Linked DNA regions of Gasterosteus aculeatus: region 2 is linked to region 1. The links are chromatin contacts, called in public Hi-C maps. All regions are on one chromosome and are shown on one strand. Each heading gives the region's core, a stretch centred on a gene start, on an enhancer-like site or on the middle of the called end of the contact. The rest is flanking DNA. Distances are from core to core; before and after follow the strand shown.

Region 1 (7,197 bases), core at 2,226-4,725:
TCGGACTAACTCGACTTCTTTATCTTCTTAACAAATTGGCAGGAATTTTCCCACAAATTCTGATACTGTTAAAAGGCACAGGGAAGACATTTGCAGGTTGCAAGTTTTTAATTAATTGCATTTGTCGTATTTCTTCATGAGTACATTTTGCAGAAAGCCAATTTTGTGTCTCTGGTTATCATGTTCCTTCATCTCTACTGGGCTTTGGACACGGTATAAAGACAAAGTGTCAGACCAGGATGTGAAAGTTGGTTCCATGTTTATATTTATAAATGTCAACATTTTCTGTTTGTTTTCTCAATCTGATAATTGTATCTAACTGCAAATATGTACATGGAAGATGCACGAGTCGCCGGAACGCAAACGATTTTAATTTAATTTTCCAGATGGATCACAAGGTTTATTGACTGAAAATATTTCGGTTGGTTTCATAAACCATGAGTCATTTTTTTCTGTCACTCAAACATATCTGAAAATGTTGACCCTTCGTCTCTAACTCTGAGTACATCTGTCGCTGGATTATTGCTGTAAAGCCAGCAACATTTCTGGAGACAGCGGACCACACCTGCCCCCACACCGCCACACATTTTGGAGGACGATGAATCATTTAGGTCATTTTGGTAAGCTACATCTTCACTGTAACGTGTGCCAATCGGTCATCTGTGATTTAGCTTTCATATTTTCTTAGCTAATTGAAGGAATACCATGAATTCCAAGGAACTTTTCCTGTCTGTATAAACGAGACGAGAAAGACTGGGGGGGGGCAAGAAATGGTGTATGTGTGAAAGTCCGGGGCTGCATGGTGTTTTTTCACATGTTGAAAGCAAACGGAACAATCCTAGTATTACTAAACCGCTATCCAGACAGCTCAATGGTCGTAAACAGAACCGTATTTCAGAAATGAACCTGGTGCAATATTTAAGATATCTCTTCTGTGTCGTCTCACAGGCCCACAGGGTTATATATTGATGTGCCTTCAGAAGTACCCTTTTCTAAATATTTTATTTTCCCCCATCTACCTTGTGCAAGAAACGCATCCCTGTTTTCATTTGATAGTTTATTCTTTTCTTTATCGATATCGAGTAAAACATAATGGTTCCCCAAATGATTGTATTCAACACTGAAATGCTACTGAGACTCCTCCACAGATCGGATAATGACATTCCCGCCTTTTCTGTTTTCTTCAGTTTTTACACTACTGCCTTGAATCATATGGTTGTCATAAGTATAATAATACATTTCATTTCTTTCACTTCATTCAATCGCACACAGTATTTATCAGACAGGATTGAGTCCCGACTGAATCTCTGCCTGCTTCCTTCCCTCTTCTGTAACCGCAGACCTAATTTTATAGAAATTAAAATGGAAAGATGGAGGGAAATGAATCACAATTTTGTAAAATAATTTTATAAAAACAAAAATAAATCAATTAAAATATTTGATATGAATTGCCTTTCTTTTGTATGTATATTTTCTGACCATTTTATATCTGTAATGTCCGGTATTAGAACTACAAATCTGCGCTGCAAAAGAGCTACGTTGCGATCCCTCGTCCTTTCCGACTGGCAGCCCGTTCTCAGGCTTCCCCAAACATATTTTGCATGTTGGGGTTTATGTAGTGTTCCCTCTGAGAGAGCCAAACTAAATAATACCTTCGGCTGTGCGTGTGCATGCACGTGCACTCCTTTTCCTATGCCAGGAAACTGCTGTGTTTACATAAATCTGTGTCAGAATGATCGGTTTAGACACGCTGCATAAATAACAGCATCTTTCCAGGATGATCCCATGGTGCACGAGAGCTGCCAACCAAGCTACAAGAGAGAAACCCCCAAAACGCACACACACTCGGAGATGGACACTAAACTGGGCAAAACTCATGAAACAAAAAGCTGTGCGGTATTTTGGAGCTGGATTATACAGTAACACACCAAAGGAAAACCATTTGGACATCACTCCAAGACCACGTCCACCCTGGATGGTCTAAGAACCGAATCAGAAAGAATCCCCAAGAGATCCAAATGTTTTACAGGCTTTTTGTTTGCATGGTGACCGGAAATAAATGTGTTTTGTTGTAAACCAAGGAGAAAAGTTTCAATACTTGAAGAAATTGGAGCAAATGCCCATTCTTTCCTACTTTTCCTACACTAAACAAACATGAGCATATTATGGCAATTTTAGTCAAAGCGATTGATTTCATGGGAATGTGACTTCAATCGACCTTCATTTGGATACATGTGCATTGCGTCTTCCAGCCCACATATGTACAAGAATGCTTCAGCGCATCCAAACCGCAGCCTGTTTTACTCCATACAGCTGTACTACACAAATGATACACTTTAGCTGCATAGAGAGAATCAGATGTCCGGGGCTTTGTGACTCACCCCGTGGTGCGTCGACGCAGTGGTTCATTTAATGCAGAGAAGCATCCGTGCTGAAGTGACTGCTTTGTCTCAGGCTGTGTAGATGTCTGATAGGGAAAAATAACTTGATTTATCATGAATCGGCAACACGTTGTAAAAGCTCCACCCAGCTTTTAATTAAACACCATTTTAAAAAGTCATTATTGTCCCTCTTGCCTTTGCTATCTTTCAATTCTGGAGTTTAATAGTTAAGCTCAGATCAATAATTCATTTATCTAACAATGAGCCGTTGAGTCTGTGCAATGCTAAAATGTGTGTGATAACGATGATGTGATTGACTTCTGAGCATATCGGCACGGATTCAAATACATGAAGTGAATTAGTTCTTCCCTCGAAGCCATACATGCGTCTGTGTTATCATCCTGCCATTGTGATGATTATCACGCCGCTCAAGTGCCTTGGGAGTTTACCTTGTTTTATCATCTGTACCGTCACTGCAGATATCTAGCAATGCATGTTGCTTTATTGAATAGGACTGAAAGGATTTGATGAGTAAATTCTCACACCATGCAGATAACGAGACCTTTATTTACACACTAACAGGGAGCGCTGCTGCTGCTGCTGCACCATAAACATGGTCAACTGGCAGCACTTCTTCTACTGCAGATGCATATTTGACTGTAGATGATTCAGTTCAGTCTCTCTGGGATTCTCCTCACCTGTGTATCTGTTTGAATTTGTTTTTCTGGTGGGCATGTTGATGTTCTATTTAAGTGTAGCATGCACAATAGTTCAGGGGCCTCAGATGCAATCTGCAATTCCACTGATGACATGTCAGAACGTCTGCTGTGATAAAGGTGTGCGTGGTCTGGTGATGTGCTGGCTGTGGGTCATAACCGGAGCTTCCAACATCTGGATCTGCTGTCTTTCAAAACATTAGCTGACAGATGGGACACCTGTCCGTCACATTCACATCCACAAAAACGCAATACCATGAGCACAACAGCCGCGTGCAACCTTTGTTGGAAGTGAACCCTGCGAAAAATAAAAATATTTTTCTAACAAAAGCAGTTCCGACAGACAAAAGGTGAGTCAGGTGACTAATTTGTTACTACGTGTGAGGGAACACAGCGTGTGACCATTATTAGTATTGATCACATGTCAAGCACCGTCCGTGTCTCCGGTGGGCATTGAGCACTGGGCCACAGCGCCCCCTATCTGCGCTCGGTGCGAACAGCGGGCTGTCTGCCTGCGTCGGCCCCTCACACTCCGCAGACTCCTCCTCCGCCATTTTTGACTGTAAACATCCTGCCGATTTTAAAAGGACAGCGGTGAGCGGGAGGAAGGCGACTGGCGCCATCTTGGCTGTTTTAATGAGTACAACAGGGGATAATTCGCTGGGAGGATTCACATAGCCATTATAATTTCACTGTAAAGGGGGAGCAGCCGGTAAGTGTGTTTGCAGCGGGAATATTTACGCGAGGTTATGTGTGTTCTGCGGGCCGAGATAAGCATGCACGTTTGTGTGGGTCCGCTGCGGCCTTCACTGTACAGGGAGCCGTTAGCCACCTGCTAACGATACAGTTGTGCTGAATGAGGGGAAAAGTATGAGTAACGCCAGTGTTTCATTGGCGCCTTGTTCCGGCGCGCTTTCTGGGTTTTTTTCACATGCGAGCTGTGTTTTTGTCCGTTGTTTTAACGTAAGATTAATTAAATAAAACCCGTATGAATGGTTTCCTTTCTCGTTTTGTAGTTAGCTGGCGGCTAGTTTTAGTTCATCCCACTTGATGGCGCCGACTATTTCCTGGCGTTGACCAACCCTTGGCGCTCTTAACGCATTACACCGTATTAACTTAACTTACGTGTCTAACGTTACATAACCACACACACGTCTCTTTTAACAAAAAAATCTGTTTGCGCGAGTTATGAAGTGATTATTCATATGTCTAGATTATTGCTTACGTGTTTTATACTAGCTGTTACATGTGCAATTCCAATGTTTTGTCTGGGGAAAAAGCTTGTTTTGATTTAAAATTGTATTATATCCCTCTAAATACTACGCTGTGTCGTGATTTAGAGTTACATCTTACATAACGTTTCAAGTTAGCTTTGACCATATTCAGAACAACCAGGGGCAAAATATGTGCTTTGCGGGAGCCAGATGATACCTGATCACACGCTAGTTAAGTTAGTTAACCTAAGTTAATGATCCAACAAGAGACTACCTAACATTCGTTTCAATCAAACCCGTAACGTTACATCGAGAGAGAGAGACAGAGAGAGAGCGCACAACTCTCCCGTAACAAGTGTAACCAGGCGCCCATGAAACCGTAACCACCTCTTCAGATACTACCATTACTTACTAATAGCTAATACCATGTTGGCTACCTTGGTCTCAATAAATCGATGACTCTATTTTTCCCCCCGATTTGCTTTGCTTATTCGAGGGACCTTTTGATTTGGACTTCCTCCACCAGCCAAGTTCATCTGCATTTTTGAAAACCAGTCGTGGTGACTTGGTTCTTGTGATCGGTTTATCACACAATTGCTGTTAACTGCCTCCCTAATGGCATTATGAGCACAATAAGAATTGATCGTTATAACAGCTAATAGGATCCACATGTTTGTAATCGCTACGCATTGGTTCTGTTCAGCAGTCAATCTGCTCATCCTGAACATGTCTTGAGCATTTTGATTATTCTTTTCTTTCGTTTCTCCTCATTGTTTTGGAAATGCATCTCCCTCCTAATCACTGATGTGTTTATACCCCCTCCCTCCTCAGGTGAACCATACCACAGTGTGAGTGTGTGAGCCAGGGCAACCAGGGCAATGTTCTACGCCCACTTTGTCCTCAGCAAACGTGGGCCGCTGGCCAAGATCTGGCTAGCGGCCCACTGGGACAAGAAGCTGACCAAGGCTCATGTGTTTGAATGCAACCTTGAGAGCAGCGTGGAGAGCATCATCTCACCGAAGGTAACGAGACAACATTTTTTGCCTCCCAATTATTAAAATTAATTCATTTTCAAAAGAATATTCTACCAAAGACAAAGAAGAATGAATGGAGACTAGTTACAGCAGCGTTAATGCTCCATCAACAAATTGGATTGCCTTCATACAACGGTTGCCCTCCAGTGTGTTTGCAAGGACCTCTTTCAAAGTACCTCGTTCCTGTACAATGTTGATATATGCTGATACCATTCAGTGTTGTTTTTGAGCAAAGCAAATGTACCCTCACAACGTGCCTGGTCTTTGTTTAATTTTCCCATTTCCCCCCCTTTTTCTTAGGTGAAGATGGCGTTGCGTACGTCTGGTCACCTGCTCCTAGGGGTGGTGAGAATCTACCATAGGAAGGCCAAATACCTGCTGGCCGACTGTAATGAAGCCTTCATCAAGATCAAAATGGCTTTTAGGCCAGGTAAGAAGAACAGATGAGCAAAGTGCTTTCTCTAATCTGGAAGAAAGGCATTACTGCATTCAGGCTGATGGCAAAACGGAACATCTTTGTGCCTTTAGAAACAAGGTTAAAGTTGGAAAGAAACCTTGTTTCTAAAGACACTGGGGCGCGTTTTTTTTAACCACTTTAACCAGCAGTTATACAAGACTGTAAAGATGAACTGCAGTTGAATGTGTGATTGATTTTCCCACACTGACTTTGAGGAGTTTGATCACGGAGGACATGTGTCTGTTATAACAATATTAGAACTTTTTTCTCTGTCCAGGTGTTGTGGATCTCCCTGAGGAAAACCGAGAGGCGGCGTACAACGCCATCACTTTACCTGAAGAGTTCCATGACTTTGACCAGCCACTTCCTGATTTGGAGTAAGTTAAATTCAACTACAGTTCAGATTTCATTCACCAATTTTGGTTTGTGTGATTTAAGTACCCGCTGTTGTACTAATCCTAGATTTTTTTCATTTATTAATTTTATTTTTGCTAACAGTGACATAGATGTGGCCCAGCAGTTCACCCTAAACCAGAGCAGAGTAGAAGAGATCACAATGAGGGAAGATGTTGGCAACCTCAGCCTGTTGCAGGACAACGACTTTGGTAGGACACTCTATGTAAATATCGGGGATGGGCATGTGTCTCAACCAATGAGAGCACTTGGAGGCGGGCCTAAGACTGCTGCAGTGATTCATATGAACAGAAATTGACTGGCGGAGAAAACTTGCAAACTTTTGCGTGAACATTACCAATTTAAGTCTTTCAGTGGGTGGGTTGATAGACGCAAAGTTATTTATAACCACTACTGGCTTGTTCTTTAAATACAGACAAGATGTGAAAACAAGCTGCTTTTGATTGTCACTCTTTATTTGGGTAAGCCAGCCATGCGGTTGTTCCCCTCACATGAATCCCCCCCGGGTCCTGACTGTTAAGCTGCTCCCTGATAACAGAACCATGTTTTATTCTGGTACCTCTTCAGAAAATAAACCAAACATTGCTCTAACAAAGTAGGTATAACCTCAATGTGCTAGCAGTTGCACGTAGCTTTGGTATCATATTTTATTTGATTACATAATTGTTTAAGTTGTGATTTACAATACATATATTAACTGCTACTGCATGCAGGGAATACTGCTTTTAAAAAGTCGCAAATTACTTTAAAGTGTTTTTACTTATTGCCCAGCACAAATGTATCATGTGGTTTACAATGGTGCATCATACATCTAAATATGTACGAGGCGATAATTGCAAATTTCAATAATAATGGCACATAATTTAGGATGGTACAACAAAACCGACTTCCCCTGTTCATATTTTCATAACATCCATGTCCTGTACTCTTCAGCTGACTTTGGTATGGATGAACGAGAAATGATGCGCGAGGCCAGCACAT
Region 2 (7,242 bases), core at 266-2,765, 130 kb before region 1:
TATTTCCTCCTCAGTCATTAAGCAGAGAAATCCCGTTAATACAGACTTTACATGAAAATATATGAAATTCTGTCCAACTTTGACATTCGCAAAAAATATATCTAAGTCACAGTACAGTAATTATAGTGCAAGATAAAGCAATGTTTGAAAACATATTGGGGATGATACTTTAGGACCTTGGTTAAAACCAGGATTTCTTCATCAAAATGACCCCAATGGTTAAACAAAAGGGGAAATCCTGACAGATGCTGTTAAAGTTGAGACAAAACAAACTACCATTCACAAAAGCTTTTCTTTCTCAACCGACTTAACGCCTCCCCGTTCACTTCATATTAGCCACGAAATCCTCTCCCTTCTTGATGGAAGACTTCAGCTCGGTAATGCAATCGGCCACCAGCTTCTCCTCGAAAGCAGTCAGCTTGCCCAATCCCAGGTTCTTCTCGATGCCGTTCTTCCCCAGGAGAAGAGGGGTGGAGAAGTACTTGCACTCCGTCTCCTCTGATCGGACATACCCGCATTCCACCACACCCTCCTTTCCGTTTATGGCGTCCAGGACGGAGAAGGTGAACCGGGCCCCAGCGTAGGCCATGGAGAGGGTAGCGGATCCAGCGCCGGCCTTGGCCTTAACCACCTCGGTGCCGGCCTCCTGGATCCTGCCTGTCAGGGCAGCCAACTGGTCAGCGGGGAACTCCACTTTCGGTGTGCACTGGGAAATCAGGGGAATGATGGTCTTCCCGGCATGACCTCCAATGACCGGCACATTGACGCGAGCCGGGTCGAGACCTTTGAGCTCGGCCACGAAGGCGTTCGCTCTGACAATGTCCAGGGTGGTGACACCAAAAACTTTGTTGGGGTTGTAAACGCCATACTTCTTCATGACCTCTGATGTGATGGGTATGGTGGAATTGACCGGGTTGGCGATGACGCAGATCATTGCCTCGGGGCAGTTGCGGGCGCAGGCGTCGGCCAAGGTGGCAACGATCGTGGCGTTGGTGTTGAAGAGATCGTCGCGGGTCATGCCGGGTTTTCTGGGCACGCCGGCCGGGATGACCACCACGTCGCAGCCCTGCAGAGCAGCGTCCAGCTGACCCGGACCCATGTGGCCGGTCACCTGGGCCCTGGTCTCGATGTGGCTGAGGTCAGCGGCCACGCCGGGGGTGTGGGCGATATCGTACAGAGACAGTTGACTCACCAAGGGGCTGTTCTTGAGGAGCAGGGAGAGCGGCTGGCCTATGCCGCCCGACGCGCCGAGCACCGCCACCTTGGCGTTGTTCTGCGAAGAGGTGGAGAGGCTTCGCGCCAGGCTCACGGTGGGTCTCACGGCACGGACAAACATTTCGTCGTTGTTGCTTCTTTTCTTAGTTAAGTGGGAAATAAAGACGCTTGCTGAGCCGCTCTCCTCTGTGACACCAACGTCCTCTAGTCACCAGCCAACAGGAAGTGGTGCTCACGGGCATGCGCGGAATATAAGCGTCGCGCGTTTGACGTCGAGCTGCGTCATCGCGTATTCTCACGTCGTGGTCTTTATGTCAGCTCCGTTTTCGGAGGAAAACAAAGCCCGTTAAACGTTGGAGGTCGGCCAGCTAGCGCTTGGAATCAGTGGCGTTACACGAATCGTATCTTCGCAAAAGAAACACCACAGCAACGTTTGACGGTACGGTACGCACGCATCGTCTCTGTCGTGACAAAATAATTGCTGTTTTTGACGCCCTCATAAAATAACGTTAAGCTAGCACCGTCAGTTGAACTCCGTCTATTTGCTGGAGTCAGAATGCTGCTATCAGCCCAACCAGCGTTAGCCACAACAGGTCGTGTTGTTATGGTCCCTTTGCCAGAAAGTACCTGTGTTCGGTTTGACTTGTGACGTTAACAACAATCTTCTTTCCCTTTCGTTGCTGCTTTTGGCTCTTACTTTAGCTAAACTAGTTAGCTTGTAGCTTGTTACCAGTGTCTCTATTAACGTTAGATGGTTCGCAGTGGGTTTTACTCGACTGTCGTGTTCATAACAGCGGTGTCTTAATCATGGTGTTTGCCCCAATATAATGACAACACGCTGACACTTATTTTCTCCAGACTGTTCTCAGTGCAACCCTTTTTGTTCCACAGACTCCAGTAATTTAGCAAGCGCTAGCTTAAGTGAGTTGACGTTAATGCTTATTAGTAGCTAATGCTAATGGCTGTCAGCGTATGGTTAAAAGTCCACCTTATTTTATCATATAAGATGTCCGTTGTCAAATGAGGTTTGACGTTGACACTGTAAAGCCTGAAAAACGAATAACGCTACGTTTTGTTTTGCTTCCCCAGCTTAAGGATCCATCAACTCTCCTCATGCTACATCAGTGTTGAGGCACTTCCGGTAGGTAACAATTATCAGCCTTGTTTACATAGATGATAGTCTAATTGTTTGCTATTTAGTGACCGTGACAGTTAAATGTGATCTTGACACCCGCATTAAAATAGTGGATATATCTAACTACAGTTTATAATATGCATTTCCCCCCGTTCCTCAGTACTTCCTCAGGATGGCTAGCTGTGGAGAGGTAGACCACTCTGTCAGTTCGCTTCCATCCAGTAAGAAAGGCAATAACGGTGGAAGTGGGAACAGTGCCGAATCGTCATGCTCAGGCTCCAGTAACCCGTCCCCAGCCCTGTCTGTGCCGGAGTGTGCCATCTGTCTGCAGAGCTGCGTCCACCCAGTCCAACTACCGTGCCATCACGTCTTCTGTTTCCTGTGCGTAAAAGGAGCGTCCTGGCAGAGCAAACGCTGTGCTCTCTGTAGACAGGAAGTACCGGATGACTTCCTGGAAAGGCCGACACTTCTCTCTCCGGAGGAGCTGAAGGCGTCGGCGGGAGGCAGGGGAGGGGCAGCCAGTGATCACGCCTGGTACTACGAGGGCCGTAATGGCTGGTGGCAGTATGACGAGCGGACCAGCCGCGAGCTGGAGGACGCTTTTTCCAAGGGCAAGAAAACCGCTGAAATGCTTATTGCTGGGTTTTTATATGTAGCTGACTTGGAGAACATGGTGCAATACAGGCGCAACGAGCACGGTCGTAGGCGCAAGATGAAAAGGGACGTTTTGGATATCCCCAAGAAGGGAGTGGCGGGACTGCGTTTGGACACAGAGGGTGTTACTGGGGCCATTGGGGCAGCAGGTCGGGAAAGCTCTGCTGATGGAGCGGATATGACAGTAGCCGGTGCACAGCAGCAGGTTACAGGTATACCCTCTACTGTCGCAGCACCGACGAGACCTCCCACCTCCCTTGGCGCCCAGCCGGGCGCCAGCAGCGGCAGCCCCACTGTGGAGGATGCTCTCTCCCAACTGCAAATCACACCCAGGCCCACACCTTCTCACGAGCGGTCTGATGCTGGGGAAGGGGAGGAAGAAGATGAGGAAGAGGAGGCCTCACCCTCCAGGTCCTCTGACCCTCACACCTCTGTGGACGAGTCTGGCTCTGGAGACTGGAGCGATGATGATGATGAAGAGGAGGAGGAGGGGGGAGATGGCGAGCGTGTAGAGCCCTGGGAGGATAGACCACGGAGGCAAAGACTGACTCCAGAGGACAGAACCCCTCCTGGCGCTGAGTCTGCGTCGCCTCCTTCGTCCAGTAGCAGTGGAAGGTCCAGAATGCCTGACGGCCAGTGCACGGTGACTGAAGTGTGAAGTCGTCATTAAGGCCTCCATCAACAAATTGCTATTTTTCATTTCATTAATTTATTCCTCGCTGTATGCTGTCATTTACTCCCGTCACGGATCGGATGAGTAGATTTGCTCGGAAAAAGAGAAGTTAAACATAACCTACTCTCATATTTGAGATAAACCACTAAATTTGCTCACAATATTTCAGGATGTATCTGGATGGTTTGTTTCCAATCTCATCCAATATATATAGATAAGTAGAATCACTGTTGAGGGTTCTAGTACTGAGGCGGGAGGGACAGCCTGCTATTTGGTCCGATGGATGCTGCATGTTGGTGTGAGCCGTGACGTCTCATAATAGTCTGTCCAGCAAATCATGTGAGGTCACAAACGTTTTGTGCTGCTCAGCTGCCATCAGTCTGTTCACTTTTTTTTTTTTTCATTTGGTTGAAGGCATATCATGTCGTTTAAAAATGTCACAGAAATGGACGTTAAATGGTGAAAATGACTTCCCACTCTGCTGCCTTGCCTATCCAGGGAAGTCTCGTCTGTAAATTGATTATCCTCCCACCCAGAGGGCTCGAGGGAGTCCAGTCAGGTCAGTGACATTCGAGGGAAAAAGCATGAATTGGGACGTTACTCCTGAGAATGGAACCAGCTGAATTTGAATCATCTAGACGTTAACTCGCTCAGCTAACATAGCACACAGAAATGGGCTTGTTAGAGCTCAAGTCACCCGACTACTCATGCAAAGAATTTAACAGTTGATAATAAATAGTTCCTAACCAATTTTGTCTTACTTTGGATTGAACTGATAATGAAGGCTTTCCTTCTAATGTCTGGAAATTGGGTCATTTCCGAGCAGATTGTTTGAGGAAAAGCTTTTTAGGTTGTTTATCCAGATAAAGAAAAGGAAACATTTGTACTTTGCTTGTCAGCAATGTTTAACTTCTCAATTTATGTGCTACAACATTGCAACTCAAGAGCCTGCAGGATATTCTGGCTCCCTGCTGATGGTTGCTCTTTGATCTGATTGTAATTAACCTACAGCTTCTGAAATCTCTATCGTTAACAAATTAATGTGCAATATAGAAGCGCATATTGAATTGATTTTGAGCCTTTTCCAGCTTTAAATAATTTGAATGTGAAGTATCCGTGTTTTCATTATTAAAGCTGTCGAGGCCCCTGTAGCCTCACAAGTATTCTTACTGTCCCTGACTGAAGTGTTCTCAATTGGAGTGTCTCTAATGTTTTGTGATTCGTGCATGTTTGAAGTCGGCAGGATGAGGAGAGTACATTTTTGAGTTTGTTTTAACAAATAATGTTGTGTTATGTCTCTTATGGTTGTCAAGCTGTATGATGTCAGAGGCAGTCAGTTGCTATTGGCCACTCTGTAGATTTTCAAGTTTTTTTTATTTCTTTTTTTTAGCCATCATCAGCTCAGTCTTTGACTTTTCATTCTAAAGAATAAAGTTTATGTAACTATGTGTTTTTTTTATGTTTTTTGCTCTGCAAATTTCTTACATGGTTTGTGACTTAAGAATAAATTTTATTTCATCATCCTAAAAAGTATATTTGTAAGTAAATTCTTCCTTTTTTGCTGTGTAACAAGGTACATGTCTTGTTTTTATTTAAATATATATTTAGTAAACTCATTTAACACTTAACTATCAATGGGCCACTAGTAATACAGATTTCACCCCAAATATCTCCATGGTACCACTGTAAGATATTTTCTAAAAGTAAAATCATCCTTCCCTCTGGATTCAGGTCTGAAATATTCAATTGCCATCAGTCTTCTAACCAAGCATCCCAAATAAGATGCTGATAAAGCACCCGCGTATCAAAGCGCTCAGTACAGAATCAGGCAGTGTCGCCGTGGTTACCCCGAGTTGCTTGGCCACGTTAATAACTCACACGCAGCATCAAACGCAGCTCTCTCTCTTTCATTAGGGGCCATATTAACAAGGGTTTATGTGCTGGATGTCATAACGAGGCCACGTCTCTCTACCCTCACTCACCTTGTAGCTTATTTGGGATTCTGCTCAGGAACCGTGACCTCTGTGCAGGGTGAAAGGGGTGAAAAGGCCCGGTGTCCCCCGGGGACCCGTCCTGTTCTTCACATTTCAGTTTGTGCAGTTTTGCGCTTCTGCAATGTCTCACTTACAGAGTGGGCACATTATAAGTGTGACAGGAAACATGAGCTGCAAATCGGTGCAAAGACATACGAGGAAAATGCTGCATGTACATTATCTGACCCCGGTGTCTCAGCATCTTTCTACAAGCGTCATCACACAAGTGAAAACCAGCCAAACAATCCCTCTTACCTACAGTACCGATCTCCCGGTAGAACGGAGAGAGGAGGATGACGAAGGCCACAAAGACACACAAACATAAACTGAAGTAAAGACTAAAGCAGCGCAGCGGAATAATAAAACGCAGAAATGGATTCTTGATGACTCGTGCCTGTTGTAGCTCATCATGATCAAACTGCTTGATAAATCACATCCATTTAATCGTGTGACAAAGATAGATCTGTTATTACTGCATCAGAGGCAATGCCCCATCTGCTTTATTGAAAGTTTACAGTCCTTACCAACGAAGAAGAAACCTCTACATTCCCTCAGTCCACGTTCAGCTTTCTACATAAAAGCATTGTTTCTTTCTTCAGCACATCGAAGAACTCAAGGTGGTGGATGCAGAATAAGAGTCTGACTCGACCTGTCCTCCGTGGCTGACCTGAGAAGCTCTTCTCAGCTCACCTGTGTTTGGACTTGCTGGCCAGAGCCTGCAGGTTAGCCGGACCCCCCCACACCGTCCCAAATACGTCCTTCTCAGTCCTCAGCGCCTCTGACAGCGGCAGCTCTCCGCCCGACAACACCACCTTCTTCACAGCCCGGATCACCGGGGCAGCTCCTCCTGCGTAGTGACTGAGCCAGTTCTCAGCCTGCTGAAGGACCACCCCAGCCCCCCCTTCCGCTGCCTGGGGGGCCTCCACCACTCCGTCCGCCAGTCCGATCTGCAGGCCCAGTTCGGGATCTACTTTCAGAGCACCGCCGAGCAGCTTCAGGGCGTTCCGGCTTCCGACAATGCGGGTAAGTCGAGCGGCGCCGCCCCAGCCCGGGACCAGGCCCATGTGTTTATGGACGAACTGGATCACACTGCCAGATGCCATTAACCTACGAGATGACAGATGGTTTAAAATTTAAAAAACTTTGGATGAAAGGTGACAGCGTGAAAGAGATCCTCGTGGGTATTGTCTTATGTACCTGAAATCACAGGCGGTGGTGAGTTCTGCTCCTCCACCCAGCGCTCTCCCCTCCACCAACGCGACGGAGATCAGAGGCAACCTGCACGGGCGAGACGGTTCTGTCAGCACACCGCGGCGCACATTTCATAGCAGCCAGAAGCAAACTCCTTGCATCTCAAACTGGCTGCTGCGGATTTGGTTGAGAGGAAAATAGAGAGCCCAGTACCTGAGTAGTCTTGTGAGAGCATTCTGCATGAACATGCACATCTTCATCCCGTCCTACGGGGAAAGAGCAGAGGAAATGTGATGACAGTTTTATATAGTTTGGGTTTTATTCAGAACAGCAGTTGGACC

The links. Hi-C and Micro-C count contacts between places; a contact is called where the count stands out from the background.
Region 2: a contact with region 1 is called in a Hi-C map of liver, with 3 times the contacts expected there. The contact joins the promoter of LOC120810184 here to the promoter of LOC120810588 in region 1. A contact is called at or near these places in 3 of 6 Hi-C or Micro-C datasets (liver, skeletal muscle and whole body).

The regions. Positions count from the first base shown.
Region 1 is chr20:14,407,392-14,414,588 of fGasAcu3.hap1.1, reverse strand. LOC120810588 (double-strand-break repair protein rad21 homolog A) reads left to right here and starts at 3,475. Exons shown (of 14, transcript XM_040165253.2): 1 at 3,475-3,809; 2 at 5,143-5,333; 3 at 5,646-5,775; 4 at 6,080-6,179; 5 at 6,301-6,407; 6 at 7,150-7,197. The coding sequence starts at 5,190. LOC120810156 (exostosin-1b) reads left to right here. Exons shown (of 11, transcript XM_040164469.2): 11 at 1-1,442.
Region 2 is chr20:14,533,836-14,541,077 of fGasAcu3.hap1.1, reverse strand. LOC120810184 (E3 ubiquitin-protein ligase rnf146) reads left to right here and starts at 1,515. Exons shown (of 3, transcript XM_040164526.2): 1 at 1,515-1,654; 2 at 2,305-2,356; 3 at 2,511-5,207. The coding sequence starts at 2,523. The coding sequence ends at 3,662. It overlaps mdh2 (malate dehydrogenase 2, NAD (mitochondrial)), which reads right to left and starts at 1,336. Exons shown (of 1, transcript XM_040164527.2): 1 at 1-1,336. The coding sequence starts at 1,336. The coding sequence ends at 323. echdc1 (enoyl CoA hydratase domain containing 1) reads right to left here. Exons shown (of 7, transcript XM_040164530.2): 5 at 7,115-7,167; 6 at 6,908-6,988; 7 at 6,133-6,817. The coding sequence ends at 6,397.